Regions from separate parts of the Oryctolagus cuniculus genome. Here region 1 is linked to region 2. Evidence: chromatin contacts called from public Micro-C data. All regions are on one chromosome and are shown on one strand. The core of a region is the stretch at or near the end of the contact, and the rest is flanking DNA. Distances in the headings are between cores, read along the strand shown. Region 1 overlaps SYNPO2 (synaptopodin 2). Region 2 holds the start of USP53 (ubiquitin specific peptidase 53).

The links. Hi-C and Micro-C count contacts between places; a contact is called where the count stands out from the background.
Region 1: a contact with region 2 is called in a Micro-C map of ear pinna, with 2.7 times the contacts expected there. The contact joins the enhancer-like site here to the promoter of USP53 in region 2. A contact is called at or near these places in 2 of 6 Hi-C or Micro-C datasets (ear pinna and psoas muscle).

The regions. Positions count from the first base shown.
Region 1 is chr8:46,121,328-46,127,350 of mOryCun1.1, reverse strand. The region is part of intron 6 of SYNPO2 (synaptopodin 2); the gene reads left to right. It overlaps LOC103350837 (a long non-coding RNA gene), which reads right to left. Exons shown (of 2, transcript XR_518699.4): 2 at 3,961-5,459. Among named protein-coding and RNA genes, the nearest start is that of MYOZ2, 79 kb to the right of the region's middle. Within about 2 kb of position 3,485, at least 2 of the 8 cell types and tissues checked have an H3K27ac peak or open chromatin away from gene starts, as enhancers often do. A contact at or near this core is called in ear pinna, where this site is marked.
Region 2 is chr8:45,981,694-45,987,904 of mOryCun1.1, reverse strand. It overlaps USP53 (ubiquitin specific peptidase 53), which reads left to right and starts at 4,736. Exons shown (of 15, transcript XM_051820277.2): 1 at 4,736-4,887.

The DNA.
Region 1 (6,023 bases), core at 2,236-4,735, 140 kb before region 2:
TGACATGGGTGGGAAGGAAGCTGTGACAGTAATTCAAGCAACCTCACGAGGACTGAGGAAAAGATAAGAGGTGGGTTTGGGGAGCTCTTGTATTAATTTTCTATTGTATGCTGAGAACTGTGTTAAATATTTCACATAATAATAAGTACCTAAAGTGAGCTCAAATCTAGCCCCAGATTGTGCCAAAGTATCTTTCATAGATCACTGCTTTTTATCAATGGTCCTCATGAAATAGGAATCATTACTATCCCCATTTTCCTGATTAGAAATGGGATTCTAAGTACAATGACACTGAATAACTTGCTCATACAGTCATACAATATTAAGTATGAACCCTGGATTTAGTATGCAACATGCAGTTTTAAATACATATTTATCTATTTATTTGAAAGAGAGCAAGATCTTCCACTGCTTCACGCCCCAAATGGCTGCAATGGCCAAAGCTTGGCAGATAGGAAGCCAGGAGCCAGGAGCTTCATCTATGTCTCCCATGTGGGTACAGGGGTCCAAGTACTTGAGTCATCTTCCTTTGCTTTTTCAGGCACATTAGCAGGGAGATGGATAGGAAGTGGAGCAGCCAAGACATTACCAACTACGCCACAGCGCCAGCTCTGCAACCTGCATTTTTAATTTTGCACTGTGATTTCATTTCTCAGAATTATGCTGAAAAGAAAGATATTACTCCAGTTTTACAGAAAGGTATAAAGAGTTAAAAGAATCTAAGCTACTTGCCTAACAATTACTAAGCAATATATAAGTAGCAGATGAGGTTAGGCTTAGACTTTTGTGTGACATCCAAGCCATACTTCCTAGGGTACCGCCTGGTTTCCAGCCTTGTTAGACCCTCTGTAATCCCGCTTCCTGAAACTTCTTCACTGTTGAGTTGCCGGACTGAGCTACCACGAGAGTTCTGTGTTTGCTTTGTTGATGACTTTGACCACACTGAGTGACAGTAGGAAGGACCCCCCCTTTCCTAAGATTGCTCGTAAACTCACTTGCTCTGACAGCATGTTGGAGTGGAAAGCGATCTGAGGAAGCATCTATTTTCTAAGTTGAAAAGATGAATTTAACAGTGATTTGGAATGAGCTCCCAAAAGTCCCTCATTTTTTTAAATTTCAGGATGAATCGGTGATATCCAGGGTCTGGAAGTGGAGAGGAATAGAACTTAGAAAACTCAAGCAAAATCTTTTTTTTTTTTTTAAGATTTATTTTATTTATTTGAAAGGGTTACAGAGAGAGGTAAAGACAGAGAGAGATCTTCCACCTGATGGTTCACTCCCCAGTTGGCCACAACAGCTGGAGCTGTGCTGATCCGAAGCCAGAAGCCAGAAGTTTCTTCCAAGTCTCCCACGTGGGTGCAGGGGCCCAAGCACTTGGGCCATCTTCTACTACTTTCCCAGGCCATAGCAGAGAGCTGGATCGGAAGTGGAGCAGCTGGGACTAGAACTGGCGCCCATAGGGGATGCCGGCGCTTCAGGCCAGGGCTTTAACCTGCTGCACCACAGCACCGGCCCTATTCAAAATCTTAAGTCTACAGAAAGGGAAATGTTCCCCTGGCTCTATGCCATTCAGACTAAATGGAATCCAGGCAGCTTTCCTGTTAAGCAGTCAATTAGCACTCAGCTTGGCCGGCTACAAAGCCATAGTGACTTGAGGCATTGTGGTAAGAATAAGCCCGCACAGAGTAATGCTGAGGGAAGCACATATTCTCAGCTATCTTGACCTTGCCTCCACTGCTGTCTTACAGCTGGGGAGCTAGCAGGCACCTGGATGTGCAGGAGGCAGCACACCCTTCCTGTCCCACAGTGCCCTCACTGGAGGATTTCTCAACAGTTATTTCTGTCAACTGCTTCCCAGCAAGGACATTTTTACACATCGTGTGCTTTCCAATCTTTGTTTCCCCTTAAACTCTGTTTCGTTGTTATTTTGAACCCATCTCCTGGGGAGCTAGTGTAACGCCTTCTAAACTTAGGGTTTTGAACATCCGCTTCACTAACTTGAAGGTAAAAAAAGATGTGAGCACGTGGATTAATGTAAAAACCCTTTAGATGAGTATTTGTTGACCTTCATGGCCTTAAATTCATTGAGCCCCTAATTAGGGAGTGATGGTGGAGAACAAATCAAGGGCCACACCAAGTCCGAGCGTTAACTTTCTCAGACACTGCAAAATTAGTAAAGTGTGAAATAGCTCGAAAGTGACTTTGAACCTTCTAACTCAGAGTAAGACATGCTGAAAAGTCTTAGTTTGGTAGCTCCAACCATAGGCACTTTCAAGTAGGGTACACTGTAGGTAAGCTGTAGCTTTCATTTCCTTTGACCTATTTGCTCAGACACCCACTTTATCCAGCCACCTAACATCATATATTACCAGAGCTGTGATAATTTTATGCCATGCAAATTAAGGAAAAATAGAATGACGATGAGAAAAATCTATCAAATTTTAGTCACAATAATGTGGAAAAATATTCCCCCAATTTTTTAATTAAAAAGAAAAAGATGGGATTTGGTTTAGGAGAAGCAGAAGGTAACCATTTCTTAAATGAACTTCATGTATGATCAGGTGAGAAATGCATGTGAACACTAAACACACAGGGGCCTATTTCTATAGCCGGTAGAGTGTGAGCCCTGAGGCCAAATTGCCTGTGTCTTTATTGCCAGGCCTGCTTCTTGCTAGTTGGGAGACCTTTGGTAAAAGATCCAGCTGTGGCCGGCGCTGTGGCTCACTAGGCTAATCCTCTGCCTGCAGCACCCGGGTTCTAGTCCCCGTTGGGGCACTGGATTCTGTCCCAGTTGCCCCTCTTCCAGGCCAGCTCTCTGCTGTGGCCCGGGAGTGCAGTGGAGGATGGCCCAAGTCCTTGGGCCCTGCACCCCATGGGAGACCAGGAGGAAGCACCTGGCTCCTGGCTTTGGATCAGCGCGGTGCGCTGGCCGTGGCGCGCCGGCCGCAGCGGCCATTGGAGGATGAACCAACGGTAAAGGAAGACCTTTCTCTCTGTCTCTCTCACTGTCCACTCTGCCTGTCAAAAAAAAAAAAAAAAGAAAAGAAAAAAAGAAAAAAAAGAAAAAGAAAGAAAAGAAAAAAAATCCAGCTGCTCTGTGCCCCAGTAGCTCAGCTGTGAATTAGGAACAGTGATAGGTGCACCACCAAGCTGTTGTGAACATGAAATGAGTCCATCTGAGTTACGTGTGTGGAACAGCACCTGGCACAGAGAGAGTATTCAGCAAATAGCAAATGTTTGCTATTAATGTAAAGGGCATGCCATGAACAATAGATGGGTTGCTAGTTAAAAAAAAAAAAGCATCAGCTGAGAGACTCCACCATGAAGACAGTGTGCAACTGAAAGTATCAATATTACCTAGAACAAATGTATTGTATTTAGCAATTTAAAAAGAACTGTCCTGGGGAAATGCTTATAAATCAAACATATTCTCAAAATAGGGTAGTTGGTAGCCTGAAGTAAGATCCTAGTAGGATAGCTGAAGCCTAAATAGGCCCGGCGCACAGAAAGTGGAACAGTTGGCAACCCTGTCGCTGAGCCTACCCCACTTCAGACCTGCGACAGTTGGGCTCTCACAGAAGTGGCTGACCTGTGCGGGCACAGCGCACAGCTGTCCTTCTCCCTCCTCTCCAACTCTGTCCTAGGACAAAGGGTCAGGAGCCTGGCCTGTTGAGAGTAATTGATCCCCTTGCCTGAGAAGCGTGATCACTTTCCAAAAACAGAGTGAACCCTCCGCCTGAACAGAGCAAACTCCGAGCTCACAGGCCAGTGATGAAAAACAATTCAAAGCAGAGTGACCGATGGAGGGAGGAACTTGACATTCCAGCTGCCTTTCAAACCCGGGGAATTTTTGTGGCTTTTCTGGTACTTCTAGAATCCTTCTGAGTCATGAGCAGAAGTTGGGACTGAACTTGAGGGAAAAAACAAAATCAAAACAAGCTGAGACTGAAAATTTCATCCAAATCCAAAATACTGTTTGTTTTGAGCACAATTAATTTAGTTTCCCTTTTGTGCTACTTAATTTCATCTCAAAACAAAAGTATGGCTTTTTCTTGCTTTGGAGACCTTTTGGTCCTTTTTCTTCTAGAGTATCTCAAATGGGTAAAGTCCACAAAACCATCCTCTGGAGCTAAGAATCACTAAGGAATAGGTTAGGTTGATAGAAAATAAAGGATTTATTTCAGGTACCAGAGCAATCTTCCCACAGTTGTATTTTTTTGTCTGGTTTGTTTTTAGGATTTATTTATTTATTTATTTGAAAGGCGGAGTGACAGAGAGAGAGAGAGATCTTCCATATAATGGTTCATTCTCCAAATGACTGCAACACTTGGGGCCCAGCCAGGCCAAATCAGGTGCCTGGTACTCTATCCAGGTCTCCCACATGGGCTGCAGAGGCCCGAGCACCTGGACAGTCCTCTGCTGCTTTCCCAGGTGCATTAGCAGGGAGCTGGATCAGAAGTGGAACAGCTGGGACTGAAGCCTGTGCTCTGAACTAATACAACTTCTTTATATACATAACATTTGCTTGAGCAAACTATCGTCTCCATAGTGTTTTTTTTTTTTTTAAGTTTATTTATTTATTTGCAAGTCAGATTTACATAGAGAGAGGAGAGGTGAAGAGAGAGAGAGAGAGGTCTTCCATCCAATGGTTCACTCCCCAAGTGGCTGCAATGGCCAGAGCTGCACCGATCCAAAGCCAGGAGCCAGGAGCTTCTTAGTCTCCCATGAGGGTGCAGGGGCCCAAGGACCTGGGCCATCTTCTACTGCTTTCCCAGGCCATAGCAGGGAGCTGGATTGGAAGTGAAGCAGCCGGGTCTTGAACTGGTGCCCATATGGGATGCCGGCGCTTCAGGCCAGGGCGTTAACCCACTGCGCTACAGCACCGGCCCCCGCTGGCCTCGCCAAAGTGTTCTAATGCAGTTTTACAACTTTTGTTCCCAGGCAGAAGTTTAGATTCCCCCGGCTCCATCTTAGAGACTCCGAGTCACTGGATCTGGTTGGGGATCAGGAATTCTTTATTTTTTATAATACATGAAGGTCTTCAAACATTCATGGAAAATGCATATTATGAAAAACATAAGCATGGACTTCACTTTGGGGGGTGGGGGAGAAGAAAATTAAGCTTATCGTTTAGTTCCATCTTCTCATGCATGTTTTGAAGTACCCTTCTACACCCCAGGTGATTCTGCTACTAATGGGTTGTGAACCACACTAAGGAAAGTCCTTTCCTAATGCCAAAAACACTAAGTCAGCTTTATTCTATTCTGCTCGCCTGGTCCGGGCCAGCCAGGCTTGCAAACTGCCGGCTGCTGGTGCCTTGTCTGAAGCGGGAGGAACAGGCCCTGGAGCGCACATCTTGCTGCGTTTTCAAACATCCAGGAGAGGGCAGCAAACTCTTCCCGGCTCTGAAGGTGCTTCTCAAGCTTGTTGCGTTGTAATTTGCTTTGCATGTGCTTTTTCTTAAGCAGAAGAACGAAAAAGACCTTGAGATGTGTTTGATGTCTGACCCCTGCCTCTAATCAACGACGAGCATAAATATTTCCAGAAACAGAAAGACACAGGTTAATCATTAGAATAAGGGACTGTCGCAAGTTCCTTGCTGCTCTTTCTGATCTCTGGCAAAAGGGATTGTTATGCCTTCCCTTGGCTGCAGTTATTGTCAATCAAAGTTGGCCTTTCTAATCACTAACTTAAATCTCTCTGGCAGTAAGCAAAACATTCTTATTTGGGGATCTAGGATCAAGGAGAGTTTTGAAACATTTGGCATGAACATAAATAGGATTGTAGAATTTTCAAACGTAAAACAAAGTTCATGAACTTTACTTGTCTCAGAGAGAGATCCTAGTTATTTCTGTTTTAACTTAGCATTTTAATTTGAGCAAATAATGTTATGGGTCGACAAAAAGCAAAGTCGGTCCTGGCTTAGATATTAGAAGTGTGAGCAGCACAAAGGAACAGGTAGGCCTACACTGTAGCAACTTTGACCCCAACAGGCCCATTGTTTTCAGCCTTTAATCCAGGAA
Region 2 (6,211 bases), core at 3,487-5,986:
GATTTCTCAATCTCTGACATCTTGAGCTGGTTAATTCTTTGTTGTGGGAGGCTGGACTGTCCAACGTAGGATGGTTAGCAGCATCTCATCCTCCACTATGGCAACGAAAAATGTTTTCTGCTCGTGCCAAATGTCCCAGGGGAATCAAAATAACCTCCAGCTGAGAATTAGTCTTGTAAATGTAGGGATAGAGAACGGAAGTCTTGAATTGCATGAAGTGTGTGTGTTGGTGGTGGTGGTGGGGGGGGACAGCAGTGTAAGGGCAGATCATTCCGAGACCTGGAGGCCTTGGCAAGAATTTTGGATCTTATTCTATGAAAATGGTAAGGCACTGAACAATTTTAGCTGGGAGTAATAGGTTTATAATTTTCATAGGCTGCTTTGAGGGCTATGTAGGAAATGGATTTAAAGCCATGAAGATAAATGATATCTCAGGATCATGCATAAGGCACATAATCATCTAAAGAAGATTAAAAAGTGCAAAAGTAGATGGAGAAGGAACATCTGATGAGGGAAGAAGAAAGCCATGAGAGATGATGTTACATAAGTGGGGATGTGAGTGTGTCAAGGAGGGAGTGGCTGTGAGATTTTTTTTAGGTTGGATCACAGCCTGAAGGTTTCTCTTCTTTTCCGGCTATACTCTCCTCTACAATTCTTGGTATCTACTCCCGCTGAATTGTCCTGTTTAAGAATATATAAAAGATTTCCATTATAGCCCTGTACTGGTCTTGTGCTTCCTGTTCTAAGATTTATTTTATTTATTGAAGACAGAGTCACAGAGGAAGAAATAGAGAGAGGTCTTCCATCCATTGGTTCACTCCCTGATGGCCCCAACGACCAGGGCTGAACCAAGCCGAAGCTAGGAGCCAAGAGCTTCTTCCAGGTCTCCCACATGGGTGTAGGGCCCAAGGACTTGGGCCATCCTCCGCTGCTTTCCTAGGCCGCAGCAGAGGACTGGATCAGGAGTGGAGCAACCAGGACTTGAACCTGCACCCATATGGGATGCTGGCACTGTAGGCCGGGACTTTTACCCACTGTGCCACAACACGGGCCTTGTTTATTCCTGTTTTTAAAACTTTGCTCTTTTCACAGTCATATTCTTCTTCAATGACATCAAAAACACTTACCTATGAACCTTCCAAGCTGAAGCTCATACTTAGTCTTCCACAACAATCCTTGCCAACAATTCTGGCCCTCATAGGTGGTTCTGGTCTCTAAAAAATCAGTAACTGTTCCAATTTTTTATCCCATCCACAGAATACATATTTGTTTATTATCCATGACAGGCACTGTGCTATGTCCTGGACATACAGTGAAACAAATACAGCTCCTGCTCTCTAGGAGTTTAGTAAGGAAATAACTTTTGTGAGTCCTCATTTAGGCAAGTAGGAAGGAAGGAATTTGTCTGGTATCACAGCCTGAGTCACTCAGTCAGCTACTACTTCTCCAGGCTGTATTTCAACCTACCACACCCAATTCAGTCATGGTCTGCCCCGCCTTTAGCTGTTGATTTCCTCCTGGAGCGACTGGATCACTGCTCCTCAGGACAGAATACTGCTACTCATACCAGTCAACACTGGTAGGGTGAATCTAGCCACATGACACTACATTTCCCCAAGTATAAGTTGCAGCCAATCCAGAATGACAGTAAGATATATAGCTGTGCTGATGCTGACAATGTGAGACTTTGGAACTCAGCTGACAATCTAGGGTATTCTCAGATAGTCTGAGCCTTCTCCCTTTCATGACTGCTGTCTGTGTGAGGTGCAGATATCCCTCAAGGACAAACAGTAATTCTGAGAGACAATACTTCTAAATCTGTGTGGTGATCTCCTGGACTGCATATGTTTCTAGGGGCATCTCCTGACCTGTTACGTGATGTAGGGTCAATTTTCTTTTCTTTTGTTCCATCTTCAGGCTTTGCTCTCTTGGTGCTTACAGTGGGATCAACTATAAATCTATCATTTAAAAGTCAGTATTGGGGCTAGGTTGTGGTACAATGCATTAAGCTGCCACCTGCAACACTGGCATCCCATATGAGCACCGGTTCAAGTCCTGGCTAGTCAGCTCCCTGCTAATGCAGCTGGGAAAGCAGTGGAAGATGGCCAAATACTTGGGCCACTGCAACCCATGTGGGAGACCATGATGAAGTTTCAGGCTCCTGGCTTCAGACCAGCCGTTTCAGCCATTTTGGGGGAGTGAACTACTGTATGGAATTAATCTCCCCCTACTTCTCCCTCCCCCCATCTCTGTGTTTGTCTCTCCCTCTCTTTCTGTAACTCTGCCTTTCAAATAAGTAAAATGTACCTTTAAAAGAATACTGATATACGCCAAGAACTGGTAAAAGGTTTGAAATTATATGATTTAAAAAATGTATAGTCAAATTCTTGAGCAAGGTGAACTCAAAGTTATTCTTCTGTCATCTCTCAATGAGGAAGGGAGGGAGCATGGCCTATATTATACACAGTTCAAATAATTTCTTAAAAGTAGAGGTGAGGGTGGCTGTATCAGTTATATCTGCAGAGAAATAATCATGGCACAAGGCAATTGTTACAAAGGAAGTTAAGTCCAAAAAGGGTGAAGGAAGGACAAGTCCATCTCAGAAAGTTATCAAAGGATCTATGGAGGACATACACAGTCAATTGAGACCTGAAGGAACTCGAGAGGGCCTAGTAGGATCACAGAAAGGCAAAGAATTTAGATTGGCGTGAATGGGGGCAGAGTGGCAGATGAGGTTCACAGTCTGGAGCCAGATTACGATGGGGGAATGTAAACAATTCTTAGCAGAGGAGAATCTTAATCACACTTTGGAGTTTGAAAGGTTGCCAATAGAATGGAGTTTGGATTGGAGTGGGAACTAAGTAGAGGCTATTGCATGGATATTGGGAGATAAGTCATAAGAACTGATGATTACCTGAAGGAATAAGACAGAGTGGAGATTAAAAGCCGTGATTTGAGATTTACTTGAGATAAGACTCAATAAAACTTAGTAGGATAGAGGAATGGAAGAAAAAGTAACATGGGGATATGCATGGATTTCTGACTTGGACAGTTGGGTACCACCATTTGAAATAGGAAATAGAAATGGCCTAGATTTCAGAAGGGTGGGGAAAGATATGACATCAGAAGTAACTTAATGGTAAAGATGCCCACACCATCTTGGGATATATTTAAGGCATTTGTGTGAAATGAAAATAAAGATGCTATTGCTTAGAGGGTATAACCTTAACACTCACTTCTTTAATTCATGGTTCACAGGATACCGGAATAGGTAAGTCTATGACAGAGAAGAGATTGCTCAAGGAGACATGAGTAGTAAACCAAGCAACAAAAACACATAAGAAAACGGGGTGCTGGGGAACACAGAGGAAGAGAGACATGTAAAGTACATCAGGGAGGTGGTGGCAGAACCAGGAGGAAATGGTACTAAGAAATGAAGAGCGGTTTCATGGTGTTATTAAAATGGTGTTTTAAAATGCAGCATGTTCTTTTTCTCTCCGTTCAAGGATTTTTAGTATCCTGAAGGCAGGAACCACGGCATAATTTCATTGCATTGTATTTCTTTTGATGCCTAATTCAGTGAACAGAACATGTTAAATGTTCAATAAATTCACATTGATTCAGCTTCAAGCACTCTAAACCGGTCGTATTTGTCGCCCAGACCAACCTCCAACGATTTTTCCAATCCTATTTTCTTAAGCTCTTATGGTTACGCATGAGTTTAAGTAAATCCCTTTTTATAATCCTTATGTTCCACTTGCATCGGCTTTAGACTGCGTTCCAAACTCTTTAAGTACTTAGAGACATCGATCGGGATACCAATGATGGTGGAAGGCTCTTATTCACTACAATTCCTAAGGAACAAACAAACAAAAACAAAAACCCGAAACTCAAAACATCCCAAAGTGAAGCTGTATTCCAGCAGCTTTGTAACTTAAAACCTGTTGGAGAGCACGGTAGGGAGGCAGTTACATTTTCCTGACAATTAACCATTAACCGGGTCAACACGCTTGCTAACGCTTTTATGTTATTATTGGTCACGAATCCCAAGCAGTTGGGGAGTATACTTTCTTGCCCAAGGAAGCCATTTAACTGCAAACAGACCGTCGTGACTCACAGAAAGCCAAAGGGAACTGCGTATCCGCACGGGGTTTTGACGCCAAGCAGTATACATCGTTCTCTCTCTTAGGGAACAACACCTAATCCTAAGCCCGGTCCTTGGCGGACCAGGATCCCGAGTTGAGAAAATACCGAGTACACGGCCAACGGCAGCCGAGCAGTCACCGCCGCTGGAGCAACCAACCGGCCCCTCGGTCTCGCCACCGCGGGAACGAGCCCCAGCCACTTTCCCTCGCAACAACTCCGCCACGGCGCTGGGCTCCCGCTTTGGGGGCACGTCCTCGGTCCTGCTCTCGCGGGATCTCGCGCCTCCCCGGCAAGCCAAACGATCCAGCGCCCCATCGAACCCCCGCGGGAATAGAGTTCCGCAGGTCCCGCAAGCCGGGAATTCGCGTGCGGGGGCGGGGTGCGCTCGGTGAGCGTGAAGGCGGGGCCTGCCCCGAGGGGGCGTGGCGAGCGCGAGGCGGAGAGAGGGGCGGGGCCCCAGGGACCTGTTGATCGCAGGTGTCAGTGCCCTGACTGGCCCCTGGGCATTGGGGCGTGTGCGCATGCTCCGCGCGCGGGGTCGGGCTCTGGGCGGCGGAGAGCAGCCGCCGCTGCTCCAGTTCCCGGTGAGCCTCGGCGCGGTGGCAGCTGTTGGTGTGTGTGTGTGTTGGGTGTCGGCGTGAAGCGGAGCCGGGTCAGCGGGAGGTGACCCTGTGGGAGTGGAAGGGCCGTATTTCTCTACCTGGACCGCAAGCTCCTCGCGCTGGGAGGGGAGAGCTCCAGGTAAGTCTTCGAAACTAATCCCTGGGTGGAGATCCGGCGACCTGCGACCCCCAAGGGCCTGGCTGGGACACTCTCTTTCCAGCCCCAGACCTCGGCTTCCCGGCTGCCGTCCCGCCACCTCCTCCACGCCCTGTCGCTCCGTGCGACCCTAGGCTCGGAGCCGGGCAGCTAAGGCGCCCGAGGTCACGCAGCCCTCCAGCCCCGTGCCGCTGCGCCCGGGCCCTGGCAGAGATGCCTCTGGGCAGGCTGCAGGCGCGCGAGCAGGGAGGAGGTGCTGCACTTACTGGGTCGTGGTTGTTATTGCTGCCGTGTGGGAGGGCGGGGATGGGGCCGAATCCGAGTCCTGCTGAGGTCGCTTGGTGCAGTGGGGCACTGAAAATATCCATTGCTTGCTGGGCGCCCGCCGCCCCTCACTTTCCAAGTCACGTTGCCTCTCCGCACGCACAGCTTTTTTAAGGGATTCAGGAGGGTTAATAGACCCTTTGGATTCGTGAGAATCTTGGGCTTGGTGGTTTCTGGGTGTCTGAAGTTAATGTTTACCTTCTAAATCGTGGCTTATGGGACGTTTACTAAACTACCTTTCAACAGCGTTGGAGAACAGGAAGTGCTTCCACAGGTGTAATGGGGAGGCTTTCCGAAGCTCGCAGTCTGAGCCTGTTTCGAGGTTTTGTCATCCTGATACAAGGTTTTCTTTATCAGTGCAAAGTCTGATTAATGCCAGCAAAATGTACTGCAAGGCTCTCACTGTTAGCAGTTTTCCGAATGTTCCCTTATCTGGAAATATACATATATATTTCCAAGGAATTTTCAAGTCTATTTTTAAAGTAAGTTTAACAGTAAACTTGGGAAGTGCTTTGTGATTGGGATCTCATTTGCTTTTAGTTCATGTTTAAAGAAGAGCCTTGCCAGTTTTCACCCTTTAAAAGAAGTAGCAAGTGCTAACACAGAATTCTGGCAAAGTGAACTTTTGGTAAAATTGATACTTGTTAGCTTATTTTTTATTCTTGTCAGTTCCAGGATGATGATTTAGGCTAAGAGATGTCATCCTGTTGAAGAGAAATTAGAAGCACAAAAGTGAACAAAACTTGCTCTGCAAAAGTAATATGTGGTTTATGTGCCCTTGTATAAGAATTACAAATAGATTCTCTGTAGGTAGGAGTTAATTAATGGCCTGAAAAACATTTTTTGTTGTTGTTGTTTTGAAGACTTTCAAAGTGAACTTTCCACAGTTTGTCTAGGTTCGTGATTAATGGTGGTAAACCATGGAAGTGATTTATTTAAGTTTGTTCATTAACCAAACTAATGAGTGGTCATATGCATTTAT